Linked DNA regions of Sus scrofa: regions 2 and 3 are each linked to region 1. Evidence: chromatin contacts called from public HiChIP or PLAC-seq data. All regions are on one chromosome and are shown on one strand. The core of a region is the stretch at or near the end of the contact, and the rest is flanking DNA. Distances in the headings are between cores, read along the strand shown.

Region 1 (4,753 bases), core at 1,049-3,548:
GGTCCCACCATCTCGCACTCAGCCCCAGCAACCAGCTAACCCAGGAACACCAAATCCACCAGCGACCCCAATCCGTGCCGTGAGCCGCCCTCTCTGCCCAGCCCTGCCTAGCAAGCTGGTAGGGCCTGGGGGTCAAACTTGGGTTATCAGAGAGGGGAAGAGGGGACCCCACCCAAGGTGGTGATGTGTCCTACTGCGGCCAACCACATGAAGGGGGAACCCCAGATGAATGACAGCCTGCTGACCTTGGACCATGTGCAGTTTGCGTCTTCGAGTTACAGAAATACCGGAAATGCTTGCTGAAGAGTCAATTTCGGAGTTTTGGGTCCAAAGCTCCAAAGGGCTGACTCACCTTCAGAGCGGAAACCACGTGAAAGCCCCAATTTTGAGGTGCACGGCACAGCCTCTCCCAGAAGCCGCAATGTTTGAAAGTCTCCCAGATCTTGAGAAAGCTCATAGATCATTTCTGCCAGTTACTAGAGACTTCTCCAAAATCACAAGGAAGATTCAAAGAAAATGTCAAGACTCATATTCATCTGACTTGTTACATAATTGTCCTGCCTGACAAGGTTAAAAAGAATAATAGGCAGGGGACACAAGCCTCTAGGAATCATCCCTATTTGGCCCCTTGTCACCTCGACTGCTCGTGCACAGACGAAAATGTAGAATTTCAAAGAAGCTCTTTAGGTCACCTTGCCCAGTCCATACGCAGAAACGCTACTAACTGAACTACTAATAGCCAAAACGAAGGGCAGTTGTTATTACTGCCTTTTTAAAATTAAACTGGCTAGAAAATTGCCTCAGACCCCAAAGAAAGATTACTGGCTACAATTTCTAACGACCCAAATATGTGCTCCCTGAAACAGCCTTCCCTGGGTTCCTGCCCGCAGAGCCCGGCCTGACGGACGTGCACAGGCTGTTGTAAGATTGCGTCACCGACCTCTGCAATTCTCCGTCCATCTGATTTCCCCTCCTCTCCCTGCTGGCTCCCTGGCTGTACTTGAAGAGGTCTCTCCTCTTCCCCTACTTGCTGACTCTGGGGTGTGGATAATCCAAGCTAAGCCAGAACACCCCCCATAACGGTGGATGATGCTTAATCCTGGTTAATGTCAACCCTACCTTCCTCATGCTTCCAAGAACGCTCTCTATCCTTTAGCCTCTTACCCAAACTGTCTGCTCCCACCCTTCTGCTCCTAAACTGTTTCTATGCCAAGCTGAGCTGGTACAGCTGTGTGGCCCCAGATCTGGGGAAGCGGTGTGTAATTACCGAGGAGAGCATGAGATGCAGGCAAACTTTTATCCCTTCCATGCTCACCTCCTCCCAGGCCCCAACTGCACTTCCCAAACGGAACGAGGACAATTTGGATTTAATGGCAGATCCCTGAGACGCAGAAGCACACATACAAACGCACACACACGTAAACGCACATCTATGCATAAAGGGCACTCTCAACGAGTCTGTCATACGGCTCTAGCAATGCAAGCGCCTACTTTTCACCAGGAGGAGAAAGTCCAAGGACAAACTGCCTTCCACAGCCTGGAGACCCTTGCCTTCTACCTTCATCCCTACACGTGTGGGACGATGACAAACTTTCCGAATAAAAACTGACTTTTCAGTTGGGGAGCACCCCGGGTGTCCTCATAAGGGGTCCTTCTCAGACTGCCCCCTGGCCCGAGGCAAGCTCTGGCCCACCCACACCGCCAACGGATGCGGACACCTGCCCGGGCCGCCGGTCCTCGTCCGCGCGCGCGTGCAGCCTGGCTCGCCCTCCCCCGCAGCCCCAGCGCCCTCGGGCACAGCTCTCGGCCGCCTCCCTCATGGTCCCTGGCCCGCTTCCACCCCCCCCCCGCCCCCCTCTCCGCTTCCTCCCCCTGCTCTTCCTCCCCGTCCCCTTCCTCCCCCTCCTCTCCGGCTCTCGCAGCAGCAGCCCCAGCGCCCGGAGCCCGGGAGGCGGGGCTCGGAGGGAAACTATAAAGTGCCCCGGGGCGCTGACCGGGGCCAGTTGCTGCGTCCTCAGGGCCAGTTGCTGCGTCTCCATCCCGAAGAGCCGCGGCTGCGGAGGCGGAGCAGGCGGAGGCGCGGGACCCACGCCCTCGGCGATTGCCGGCTGTGCCAGCGCTGCCTCCCGCTCGCGCGGGCCTTCAGGTGAAGCCAGCGGCGAAGGACGCGGGGTTTCGGGCGGGCTGCCGGGTCTGCGGGCCTCCTCCGAGGGAGCCGCGGGCGGGCGGCGCAGGAGGCGGCAGCCGTCCCCGGTGGCTAACGGGCCCCTTCCCTGCTCCGCTGCCCCCGCAGGTCACCCCGGCCCGAGAGCCCGGAGCCGAGATGGAAACGATCCAGGAGCTGATGCCTCTGGCCAAGGAGCTGATGGCCCACAAGCCCAGCCGCAAGCTGGTGAAGCTGTACCTGCTGGGCGGCCTGCTGGCCTTTCTCGGCGCGGTGCTCGGCCTGATGGAGACCGTGTGCAGCCCCTTCACGGCCGCCGGCCGCCTGCGGGACCGGGAGGCCGCCGTGGCCGAGCTGCGGGCCGCCCGGGAGCGAAAGGCGCCCCCGGAGCCGGCCCAGCTGGAGAAGGACAAGCGGCGGCAGACGGGCCGGGGCTGCCGGGCCCTCTCCCACCGGCTGCACGCCTCCTAGGAACCCTGCGGGGCCGCGGAGGGTGGCGGAGAGACGGCGAGGAGGGCGAGCCAGAGCGTCGCCTTACGTTTGGACTTGCTTCTGAGAAGCCCCTGAGTGCTAGAACTGAACTGACACTCGGATCCACCCTAAGGCGTTTGGGATGAGTTTTGCTGCTGTGCAGCACCGCGGAAGGCCCAGTCCAGAACGAGGCACCTGAGCGGAGTTACCTGGCCCTTTGCACTAGGCCGAGAAGTGCTGTCTACGTTATTATTGTTATACTGTGATGATGATAATGATTTCAGTGGGTGTTCAGTGAACACCCTTGTGCATTTTGAAATAAAAACCGTTTTGTACTTTATCTCAGCCTCGGATTCCAGAGCAGCACGGTTCCCTGGGGCGGGCAGTAGGGGGCCGGGCATGCTGCTGAAGGGGGTCGCCTGAAGATCAGGCCATACCTGCTTCCCTGCCCAGGGCTCCCATGTGGATGCTACATGCTTACAAGTCTGTGGAGGATTTGTTTTTGCTTTGTGTTACCAGTGGGACGAGAGGAACGTATTTCTAAGTCCCACTGGACTCACCATTTGAAGAGCAGAGGATCGATCAACTTCTGGGCTAGAGTGAGTGAGAGACACTGATGAATTCTAGGGTAGAAAACTTATTTGCCATCTCACACCTGCACAACCAGAGGCTCCCATGACTGATGCCTCTTTCTTGCTAACTGCATTTTAGTGGGGAGGGGGGCGGGGGGCGGGAACTGGCTAGCTGGCAGGCAAAGAGGGAAAACAGCCTCCCAAGAACATTTAACTGGATTATCTGGCTCTACCCAGCCTTCCTCCTCACAAAGTCAAATCACAGTAAGAAACTCTAAGTTAGAAGGAGAAAAGACTGGTTATCCCAGGCCTGAGTCCTCTTCCTCCAGGGACAGCGCTTGCTCTGTAGTAACAGCTAGTCCAGTGTCAGCTCCGGAAATTTTAAGCAATGGCTCTTAAAGAGGTGGCAAGGGACATGGGCCTGATGCCACTCTCCTCTCCATTTTAATACGTCTCTGCCCTGTCCAGGTGCAGATGTGTCACTCTCGCCATCAAGAGCCATGCATTTTCGCTAAACGTAACGATGCCCAGACTCGCTCCACCACCACCCTCTTCCGCAATAAACCCTTCCGTTTTATTTCTGCCAGCTCGAATTCTACCCAGTGTTCCTGGCCCGGAGCAAGTGCTGTCTCTGCCCCCAATCGATCCTTATCACTCCACATGAAAGCAGGGTCAGGAGAAGGTGAGATTTATCAAGGGGAAAGAAGACTATCAGTGGAAACACTGTCCTCCTAGTTTCCCAAATGGGAAACTTGACCTTATATTAAGGTGACACAGCCTCACCTGAAGCGTCCAGAATCTCTCAGGAGTTCACCCACACTCATTCCTCCAGTTCTCCTTCGCAAGTGCCTTGTCTGTTAGGTTTATTATTCTCCCACCACCTGGTCCAGCTGTCAACGTGTCAGACCACCTCCTGCACTCTCCAGCACACTGGCCCCCAAACATCCACTGCCAGGCTGGGGTACCCTCCCTTCAGTGCCGTTCTTCCTCCACTCAAAACCCATCAGAGCCTCAACTCCCGTGCCAGGTTTTCCTGCGTCTCCACGACCTGCTCGCCTCTCAGCCCTCCCTCTAGACTTCTCAGGCTGCTCAGATGAACCCCAGGACCCTCCTAGTCCCCATCTGGTCATTTGTTTCCCTTTGTCACAGCCACACTTGTGGCATACGGAAGTTCCCAGGCCAGGGCATCAGAGCTGCAACGCCACCAGCTGTAGGCTCCACCTATGCCACAGCCACATCAACAAGGGATCCAAGCAGCATCTGTTGTGGCTTGTGGCAACACTGGATCCTTAACCCACTGCACAAGGCCAGGGATTGAGCACAGAGACAACGTAAGGCCCTTAACCCACTGAGCCACAATGGGAACTCCCCTTCTGTTTGCTACACTTTTGTGCACATTACTCTTCGCAATGGAATGCCTGCCCACCCAGGAGCTCCACACCTTCCAATATCATATACCTCAAATTCCCCAAGAGAGGTGTGATTTCAAATATTCTGCCTCTTGTCAAACTATCTATCAAATCACGTCCTCCAGTTTTTGGTTTAG
Region 2 (4,351 bases), core at 618-3,117, 83 kb before region 1:
GACCACTGAGTTATAAGCTGAGTTACCATAATGATCTTACCTTGCAATGTAGTGTAACAGGAACTCATTCATCTAAAAACATATTAAAAAACACTAAACAAGACACTAGGAGTTCCCGCCGTGGCTCAACAGAAATGAATCTGACTAGCATCCATTAAGATGCAGGTTCAGGAGTTCCCGTCGTGGCGCAGTGGTTAATGAATCCGACTAGGAACCTTGAGGTTGCGGGTTCGGTCCCTGCCCTTGCTCAGTGGGTTAACAATCCGGCGTTGCCGTGAGCTGTGGTGTAGGTTGCAGACGTGGCTCGGATCCCGCGTTGCTGTGGCTCTGGCGTAGGCTGGTGGCTACAGCTCTGATTCAACCCCTAGCCTGGGAACCTCCATATGCCGTGGGAGCGGCCCAAGAAATAGCAACAACAACAACAACAAAAGACAAAAAGACAAAAAAAAAAAAAAAAAAGATGCAGGTTCAATCCCTGGCCTTGCTAAGTGGGTTAAGGATCCAGCGTTGCCATGAGCTGCAGTATAGGTCAGAGACGTGGCTCAGACCCTGAGTTGCTGTGGCTGTGATGTAGGCCAGCTTCCACAGCTCCAATTTGACCCCTAGCCTGGGAACCTCCATATGCTGCAGGTGCAGCCCTAAAAATACAAAAAAAAAAAAAAAAAAAAAAAGACACTAGAACCAGGTATTGGGAGGCTGGAATGCAGCTGATACAGTGGGGGAGACACAGCTTCTGTTCTTAGTCTTGACTAAGAAAAATCTAGAATGCAAACGATTCGCTCTATAACCTGAGCTAGATAATTGCATCTTCGGACAGTCATTCTGGTCCATCCCTATAAAAGAGTCGAGATTTGCTCTATATACGTCACTAGAAGCTAAGGCCACCTCTCTGGTTTGCCATGTCCCAGGTCATCGATCAGAGTCCCAACAGGAAACCAAGGATATACATGGGTCAACAGGGAGAGTGTCCCAAAGGTGTCATTCAGAGAGACACCGTCCAGCACCTGGCACGTGGAGGGTGCTGGCTCGTGGAATGCATATGGTAACTGGATAACTCTGAAATAAAGTCAGGACACGATCCAGCTTAGACTTTAATGAATAACTATCTTCCCAGCACTGTGCTCGATGCCGTGGGAGTTACAGAGGAAACACAATGCTCATTCATCAAGTATTCATTTATTTAACCCGTAACAGTAGCGAGAAGTTAAGAATAGCAGTAACTGGGGGAGGCAGCCGAGCTGTGACAATGGAAAGAAGGTTGGCTGACTCAGTAGTTTGACTAAATGCCTCGGCCGCCACTTGATAGCATAAGGAACAGCTCAGATCCCTCCAAGGTGGACGGGCCCTTGTTAATCTACACACGTGTGCATTACTGCCCTTAAATAGACGTGTACACAGTGGAGTTTCAACTACTAGCTTCTAAACTCCTGGAGCCTAGGGCGAGCATGACGGGCATCGAGCAGATGCTCAGCGAAATTTGTCGTGAATTTAAAAAGCAAGCGGAGGCGTTCCGGTCGTGGCTCAGGGGTAATGAGCTCGACTCACATCCATCCCCGGCCTCGCTCAGTGGGTTAAGGATCCTCGTTGCCATGAGCTGTGGTTTAGAGCAGCAGCTGCAGCTCTGATTCAATCCCTAGCCTGAGGCCCTCCACATGCCACAGGTGCGGCCCTAAAAAGAAAAAAAAAAAAAAGTAGATAGATACAAAGAAAGTGGATAATTTTTTGCCAATTATCCAAGGTTAGCTCCTAATCCTTCCTTCTAGTTGTTACATGATGGATGTGAGTATTTTAGCTTCTTTTTCCACCTGTTCTCACCCGATTTGAGACATTAGCTGATCAGCCCCTTTCCTCCCTTCCTCAAACCAAGCACCCCTGGAAGCTTCAACTCTGGAGGCCATGGGTCGGAAGGAAGACGAGGACTGCAGTTCCTGGAAGAAACAGACCACCAACATCCGGAAAACCTTCATCTTCATGGAAGTGCTGGGATCGTGAGTCGGGGGCTGAGAGCGGGGGCTGGGCTCCCCGTGGTGGGTGGCTGGGAGGGAGTCAGCCTGGACCAGCAGCCAGTGATAGAGCCAGGCGGGGGCTGCCCCAAGAGCATCTCCACAGCCATCGGGGCGTAGAGCAGGGGCTTCAGGGGGCAGGTTAGGGACAGGCCCCTTGAGCTAATACAGAGGACAGTCCAGCTCTTTGCCCACGGGTCTGCATCCTCACCCCCAGCGCCCCCGCCCCGCTTGCGGATCTGTGACAGCTTGTGAGTTCTGCTCTGGCCGCAGGAGAGAGGCATTCTGGAGCACTTCGGGCGATCCAGTGGCCCTAGAACCCTCCTGGGCCAAGTCACCCGGCTGGCTTCCTCCTCTCTCCCCCAACCCCCCTCTCCCCGCCCGTGAACAGGTCAGACCCGCTGTCTGCTGTGGGTGGATTCGGGTGCAATGGGCACACACACCTGACTCCGCTCCCATCACCACCCTCCTCTCTGGTCTGTATTTAAATACCATGTTGGAAAAATAAAGTCACACTGTAGCCTCGCCTGCCTCCGGCCTGTCGGGGCCTCCCCTTGACAACGATTACACGGCCGGCAGAGCAGAGACGGCTTGTCTGGAGCTGACGCTCCACGTAGTCTGGCCTCTCCTCCTGGAGGGCGCAGCCTCTGACGAAGCCTGGCAGCGGCCCTGGGCCACCTGCTCCCGTGGCCTCGGATCCCCAGCTGGTCAGCTCATTAGCCCTGGCGAATTGGACCGGGACGCGAAGGGCCCTGAGTGCGCTGTCCCTTCGAGCAAGCTTGCCCTTTAGCCAACTCCGGCTGAGTTTGGCTCCCTCCGCCTGGCTGGGAGGCGGTGACCCCGGGCAGTGAGGCCGCCCGCCGTCTCCCTGGAGCCACAGAGTTGCTGGCTCGGGCCCGAGAGGAGGCCTCTGCGCCCTTCCATCCCCAGCAGGCAGGGTCTCAGGGCCGCCCTGATCATCAGAGCATCGGCCCTCGGAAAAGGGCCTTTGCCAAGATGGGGGGCGGCGAAAGACGGGGGTGAGGCAGGAGAGAGAGAGACAGCAGGCATCAGTGAATCGGAAATGATTTGCTAAACGTCCCAAAGCCCAAGAGGAGGAGGAAGAAGGAAGCCCAGGTTGACGAGAACCGTCCACGGTCTGCTCAGACGGGCGCCGAAGGACAGTCGGAAGCAGCGCTCGCTGCCCTCAGGGAGCTCAGTGGCCGGCCACCCGCTTGTAGGGGACGTTGGAGTCACCCGGGTAGCTTCTGCCTCTAACTGTCAGCTTCGAAAATGTTTAAGAACAGGTGACATAATAGAATGGGGACACCAATGTAACTCCCTCCTAGATTCAACGGTTCATGACATTTCACTGTATTTGTTTTACACACACACACACACACACACACACACACTTACTTCACTGGACAATTTGCAAACAATGTAAACGAGTTGCAAACATGATGACACATGGCATCTGCCTCCTTCGGCCTGCACCGCCCAGCACGATATATCCTCTTCTATATCCTCGACAGCTCGCCCAAGAAAATGAGTAACTCTCTAATATTTCAGTCAGGGGAATTTTTGAAAAGCACAGGTTCCGGGTCCCAGACTACTGAAACTGGAATTTAGCTGGGACCCAGCAGCCAGGAATCTATATTTTAACTGCTGCTGGTGGTCTTAAGGTGCCCAGCCCAGCACTGGTTGGAGGGGAGTGGGCAGACAAGACAGGGGGCCAGTCACAGCTGGTGCATCGGTCAAGGCCACAGCACAAAAGCTAAGAAGGCAGCTTGGGGATGTGCAGCATGGGGCCGAGCAGCTGCAGACCCCCGAGAGTCACCCAGGCGACGTGTCATGGAGAGAGGGCAGCTGGACAGAGCTGAGTCCCCTGCTCCAGAAGCACCAGATCCCATGACAGGCCCCTTTCCTCGAGTCCTCAGCCCTTCTGGAACAATCCACCAGGGAAAACAGGCTTTGGCTACATCTGCCCAGACACCGCCCATCATTCCAGGGCCCCGGGCAGCTGCGGGACGCTGGGCAAACCAGTCCATAGAGGGGACAGCACCCAAGCCTCAGGCCTCCTGCTTTCACTGCCCAGGCAGAGATTTTGCCCCTTGCTTCCCCACTTCTTCCTCCACCCCGCAGGCTCCCAGCAAGAGCAGAGAGCTATTCAGAGCAGAGAACACAAAGCAAGTTCTGTTACAGCCAATGCTCCCGGCTCTGAAGCCTCTGCCTGTCTCGCCTCCTGACCCAGGCAACCTTGGCTGCTTAAAACTAGCTCTCTGCCCCCAAACCTGACAGATGGCACAATTAAGTCTTCTACTTCCTCTCCCCTGCCCCCCCCCACAATGCGTAAAGCAGCCTGAGGC
Region 3 (4,357 bases), core at 474-2,973, 100 kb after region 1:
CAGTCAGAGGGCCACAGCAGGCAGGGTGACCACCTCGGAGGAGATGCTGAGGTCAGCAAAGTCATTCTGAGTCCTACATCGAGTTCTAAGGTCCTTCTCCCAAGTATTTAGAATGTCCCTCAGGGCCGGGAACAAGCTCTCTGGGACGCTAAAGGAATAGAGCAAGACTGGTGGTTGACTGTGTCGCCAAGAGATCCGGGCAGTGAATACCCGTAGTGGAGTCAGGGCTAAGCAATTGTCACCTCCCTGGCTCACGTGAAAGGTATAGGGGACAGGATAGCCCAGGAGGATCCCAAACACAGTACAGAGATTCCAGTCTGAGGAACAGAGCCTGCTGCTGGAGACTGCCAGGGACAGGTCCGTCTTCAGTCCCTGCAAATGAGCGATGATCTCAGCCAGGAGGGCCTTCAAGTCCTGAAGCTGGTCCAGGGAGCAGACGGAAGGGTGAGGCTGAGCGCTGGAAACATCCACAAAGGCTACGGAACCAAGCAGCACCTGCTCCAAGTGCTGACACACACGCTCAGGACAGACAATCAGGCTGTCTTCTCCAATCTCAAGAATGTGAAGCCCCCGGGTCGGGAAGCCCAGGCCCTGCAGCTGCTCCAGATAGCTCTGGAGCTCTGCTGCCCCTGCACAGTTGCAATCATAGAGCAGAGCTGGCTTAAGTCCCCTGGCCACAGCCAGCACCTCTCCGGCTAGATGAAGGCACACGGCTCGGGGTGGGCCCCGGCTCCTCCCCATGCCCAGGGTCTGCTGAGCAGCTGCCACCAGCAGCTGAAGACTCAGTGTTGACATGGACTCTGGAAGCAACAGTAAGCATGGCCTCCTTAACTAGTCACAGTTCCCTCCCCTGGGCTGCATCTCTGAGCTCCAGACACTTGAAGAAGGGCCTAAAAACAAAGCAGTAGCAGGGGATTATTAGCACCAGCCAGTGACATACCAGGAAACCTGACAATAGCCTTCCCTTAAGTCTTACAGCATCTTCCAGAGGTCACTTCCCCTCCCTCTGCTTTGGAATGCTAACCCAGCCCAGATAAAACGGCATCACCAATGGCACCCTGATTTTTTGGTGACTTAGTCTCTCTTAGTTCCAAATTCAACTGTCTCTCTGGCCTTAAGGTTATATTTACACTCTCTCTGGCTTCCCTCCTAAATTTTCCTGTTGTAATTTACCTTCTCTGATTCACACCTGAAGGAGGTCGGGGCCGAAAAGAAGCAGAGCACTCTCTGGCAAAATTCAGAGCATTTCACCTAAAACTGTCCTCTGAGACAGAGTAGGTTCCACATGTACTCTTTTCATTGCCAACTCCTCTTTCTCTTCCGGCCAAGAATAGTTGTAAGAATAGCGGTCTGATTAAACGATACACACTAGAATGTGGACTACCAAACATCTCATGTTGAGACACAAAGTAAATAAGTTAAATTGGCTGGAACTGCAAGAGGCTTGTCTTGCAACTTCTGCAGGCCCCGCCTCCCCCTACTGGTGGACAGTCACTGGCCCTCGGACGACAGGCTCACCTCAACCCCCACGCCCTTTCCTGGGCACAGTACAGGGATTTAGTAAATGAGGCAGAGGTCTCCCTTGCACACACAGACGTCCTTCTACTTCCCCTGCAGATTCGCGGGCTCAGGAACCCCTTCCAGTTTCCTGCCCGCTGCCCGGAAGGCCGCGAGACCCTGTGCTCCGCCGCGAAGCTAGAAGTCCCGCCCGCAAGGGGAGGTCCCTTACCGCCCGCAGGGGCCGGGGAGGCGAGGTCTGCCTGCTGCGCATGCCCAGCACATGCCCTGTCCCGCCGCTTTCCGTAACGTCACCCGGTCCTCTCGCGCTCCCCGCGTAGGAACCACCGGCAGGCCGCGCGGCTGCATACCGGAAGTGCTGGTGCCTGAGGTCCGGCCCCTTCCGGCCCGGCTGATCCCGGCCCCGCCCCCCTGCGCCGGAAGAGGAAGGGAAGGGAGTGGACGGAAGGAGGCGGGACCGGTTGAAGCCGCCAGCTCTTCGCTTGTGTGTTGTTTTTAAGTCCAGTGTCCCGTTTGACCAGGGAGGCAGAAGCGGGGCACGCCGAGCAGAAACACCTTTGATTTGTGTCTGGAGAAGGACGCTTTCCCCTGCAAACGAAATATCTCAAGGCAAGCGACGTGTTTTGCGTGATACTTTCACCTGTGGGTGGTGCTGCAAAGTTTTTTTTGTTTTTGCTTTGACCTGCCTAAATCCTAAATTTGAGAGGCTGAGGTCTGAGAAGTGGGTGGAGAAGTGTCCTGGCCAAGGTTTGCTTTTTGTCTTTTTGCCTTTTCCAGGGCCTCTTCTGAGGCGTATGGAGGTTCCCAGGCTAGGGGTCTAGTTGGAGCTGTAGCCGCCGGCCTGCACCAGAGCCACAGCAACGCGGGATCCGAGCAGCGTCTGCGACCTACATACACCACAGCTCACGACAGCGCCGGATCCTTAACCCACTGAGCAAGGCCAGGGTCGAACCCGCAACCTCGTGGTTCCTAGTCGGGTTCGTTAACCACTGCGCCACGACGGGAACTCCAGGTTTGCCATTTCTAAGCACGGTGTGAAGGCATGAGTCTTCACCCTGGACACATGTGTACTAGGCCTGCTTTAGGTGCTGGAGGTACTTACTGCAGTGTACATAACAGACAAAAACCCCTCCTTCCTGGAGCTCAGTTTGGTCGAATTCTGTTTGCTGACTTCAAAGTGAGAAATAAGAGGCAGAGATGCAGACACTTTTTTTTGTTGTTGTTGTCTTTTTAGGGCTGCACCCGTGGCATATGGAAGTTCCCAGGCTATGGGTGGAATCATAGTTATAGCTGCCAGCCTCCCCCACAGCCACAGCAATGTGGGATCTGAGCGGTGTCTTTGACCTACACCACAGCTCACAGTAACGCTGGATCCTTAACCCACTGAGCGAGGCCAGGGTTCGAACCCATGTTTTCATGGATACTAGTCGGGTTTATGAACCGCTGAGCCACAACGGAACCCCCTAAACACTTTTCAATCAAATCATCAGGTAAAAACAGTTATTTCACTGAAAGTTTAACTTCTTTACCAGCATTATGACCCATCTCACAGAGGGAAAGAATTTCTTGAAAAAATTTGTCTCTGAATAAATGGCCGAAGTTCATTGATAGATAATAAATAGGCAAAGGCTAAGGGAACTGCAGGCGCCTACACAGGCTCCATCTTAGTAGTATCTGCAGACTGTGTAGAGACCCCTGAGGAATAAAGGTGGGGCCAGCCTGCAAGGAGGGCAAGCTTGTAGGGGCTCCCATTCTAACCCTGGTTCTTAACTCAGAGGGACTCAGAAGCAGAGACTAGAAGCTAATTTTAGGACTTTTTTCCTTCCCCATATTTATTTTAATTTCTCACAGTAGTTAGCAGTCAGTCCCTAAAATGACTTAGTTCATTTATTCTAACCATAAATATCTGAGAACACACTAGGTACCAGACACTGTGCTAAGAGCTGGCAGCAAAGTCCAAGACAAACAGTCCCTATCTTCAGCAAGTTTACAAACTTGAAGTAGTCAGGCAGGACACGAATGCTGAACAATTGCAAGGGAATTGATTATTCTGAAAGAGGAAGTATAGGGTGCTATGGGAACATATAGCCAGGGACCTAACTATATGGGTGAGAGGCCAGCCTAGATCCAAGCCTTGCCCTCCCCATTTATGCCTACAACTAATCTAGTTCAGTGGGGTGGACAGTGACAAAAACAAAAAGCTGGTGACACACCTAACTCCCTTCCCAGCCCTAAGCAAGGTGAAGGCAAGGAAGTTAAAAACACCAAGGGAGTGAGTGGTGTCGCCACCAAAGGGGAGAGCCGACTGAGTCTCCAAGAAAGGATACCTGGCATCAGGACCAGAGAGGGAGCCCTGCGTGCACTCTGCCAGTGTTCTGAAAAGGACGGGGATGGGGAAAGAAGAAACTGCTATTTTTTTTTTTTTTTTTTTTTTTTTTTGTCTTTTTGCCATTTCTTGGGCCGCTCCTGCGGCATATGGAGGTTCCCAGGCTAGGGGTCGAATCGGAGCTGTAGCTGCCAGCCTACGCCAGAGCCACGTCTGCGACCTACACCACAGCTCACGGCAATGCCGGATCGTTAACCACTGGCAGGCAGCGATCGACTGCAACCATGTCTCGTCAGATCGTTAACCACTGCACCACAACGAGAACTCCGAAACTGTGCTATTAAGACCGCATAACCACTCATCCGTTCCTCTGAGCATAAACTTGTCACTACAGTCACATACTAAGAGTTCAATCCTTTTTGGCACTTATTATCTGAGCCCCCATCCAGATGAACAGCCTGGCTGTTAGCCTCTCCCAGAATAAGGAAGAGGGGCCAGTCTAGACCCAGCAGT

Evidence for each region. HiChIP or PLAC-seq counts read pairs in DNA pulled down with a chosen protein or histone mark.
Region 2: an H3K27ac HiChIP or PLAC-seq map of skeletal muscle shows a contact between it and region 1. The contact joins the promoter of CAMK1G here to the promoter of G0S2 in region 1.
Region 3: a contact with region 1 is called in an H3K27ac HiChIP or PLAC-seq map of alveolar macrophages. The contact joins the promoter of C9H1orf74 here to the promoter of G0S2 in region 1. A contact is called at or near these places in 2 of 47 Hi-C or Micro-C datasets (liver and skeletal muscle) and 2 of 2 datasets of contacts at active chromatin or transcription factors (alveolar macrophages and skeletal muscle).

The regions. Positions count from the first base shown.
Region 1 is chr9:133,285,287-133,290,039 of Sscrofa11.1, reverse strand. G0S2 (G0/G1 switch 2) reads left to right here and starts at 2,298. Exons shown (of 1, transcript NM_001286804.1): 1 at 2,298-2,715. The coding sequence starts at 2,324. The coding sequence ends at 2,635.
Region 2 is chr9:133,367,959-133,372,309 of Sscrofa11.1, reverse strand. It overlaps CAMK1G (calcium/calmodulin dependent protein kinase IG), which reads left to right and starts at 1,867. Exons shown (of 13, transcript NM_001243934.1): 1 at 1,867-1,988. The coding sequence starts at 1,897. LOC110255539 (a long non-coding RNA gene) reads right to left here and starts at 177. Exons shown (of 3, transcript XR_002336075.1): 1 at 1-177.
Region 3 is chr9:133,185,237-133,189,593 of Sscrofa11.1, reverse strand. It overlaps C9H1orf74 (UPF0739 protein C1orf74 homolog), which reads right to left and starts at 1,723. Exons shown (of 3, transcript XM_021063892.1): 1 at 1,519-1,723; 2 at 1-890. The coding sequence starts at 795. The coding sequence ends at 4.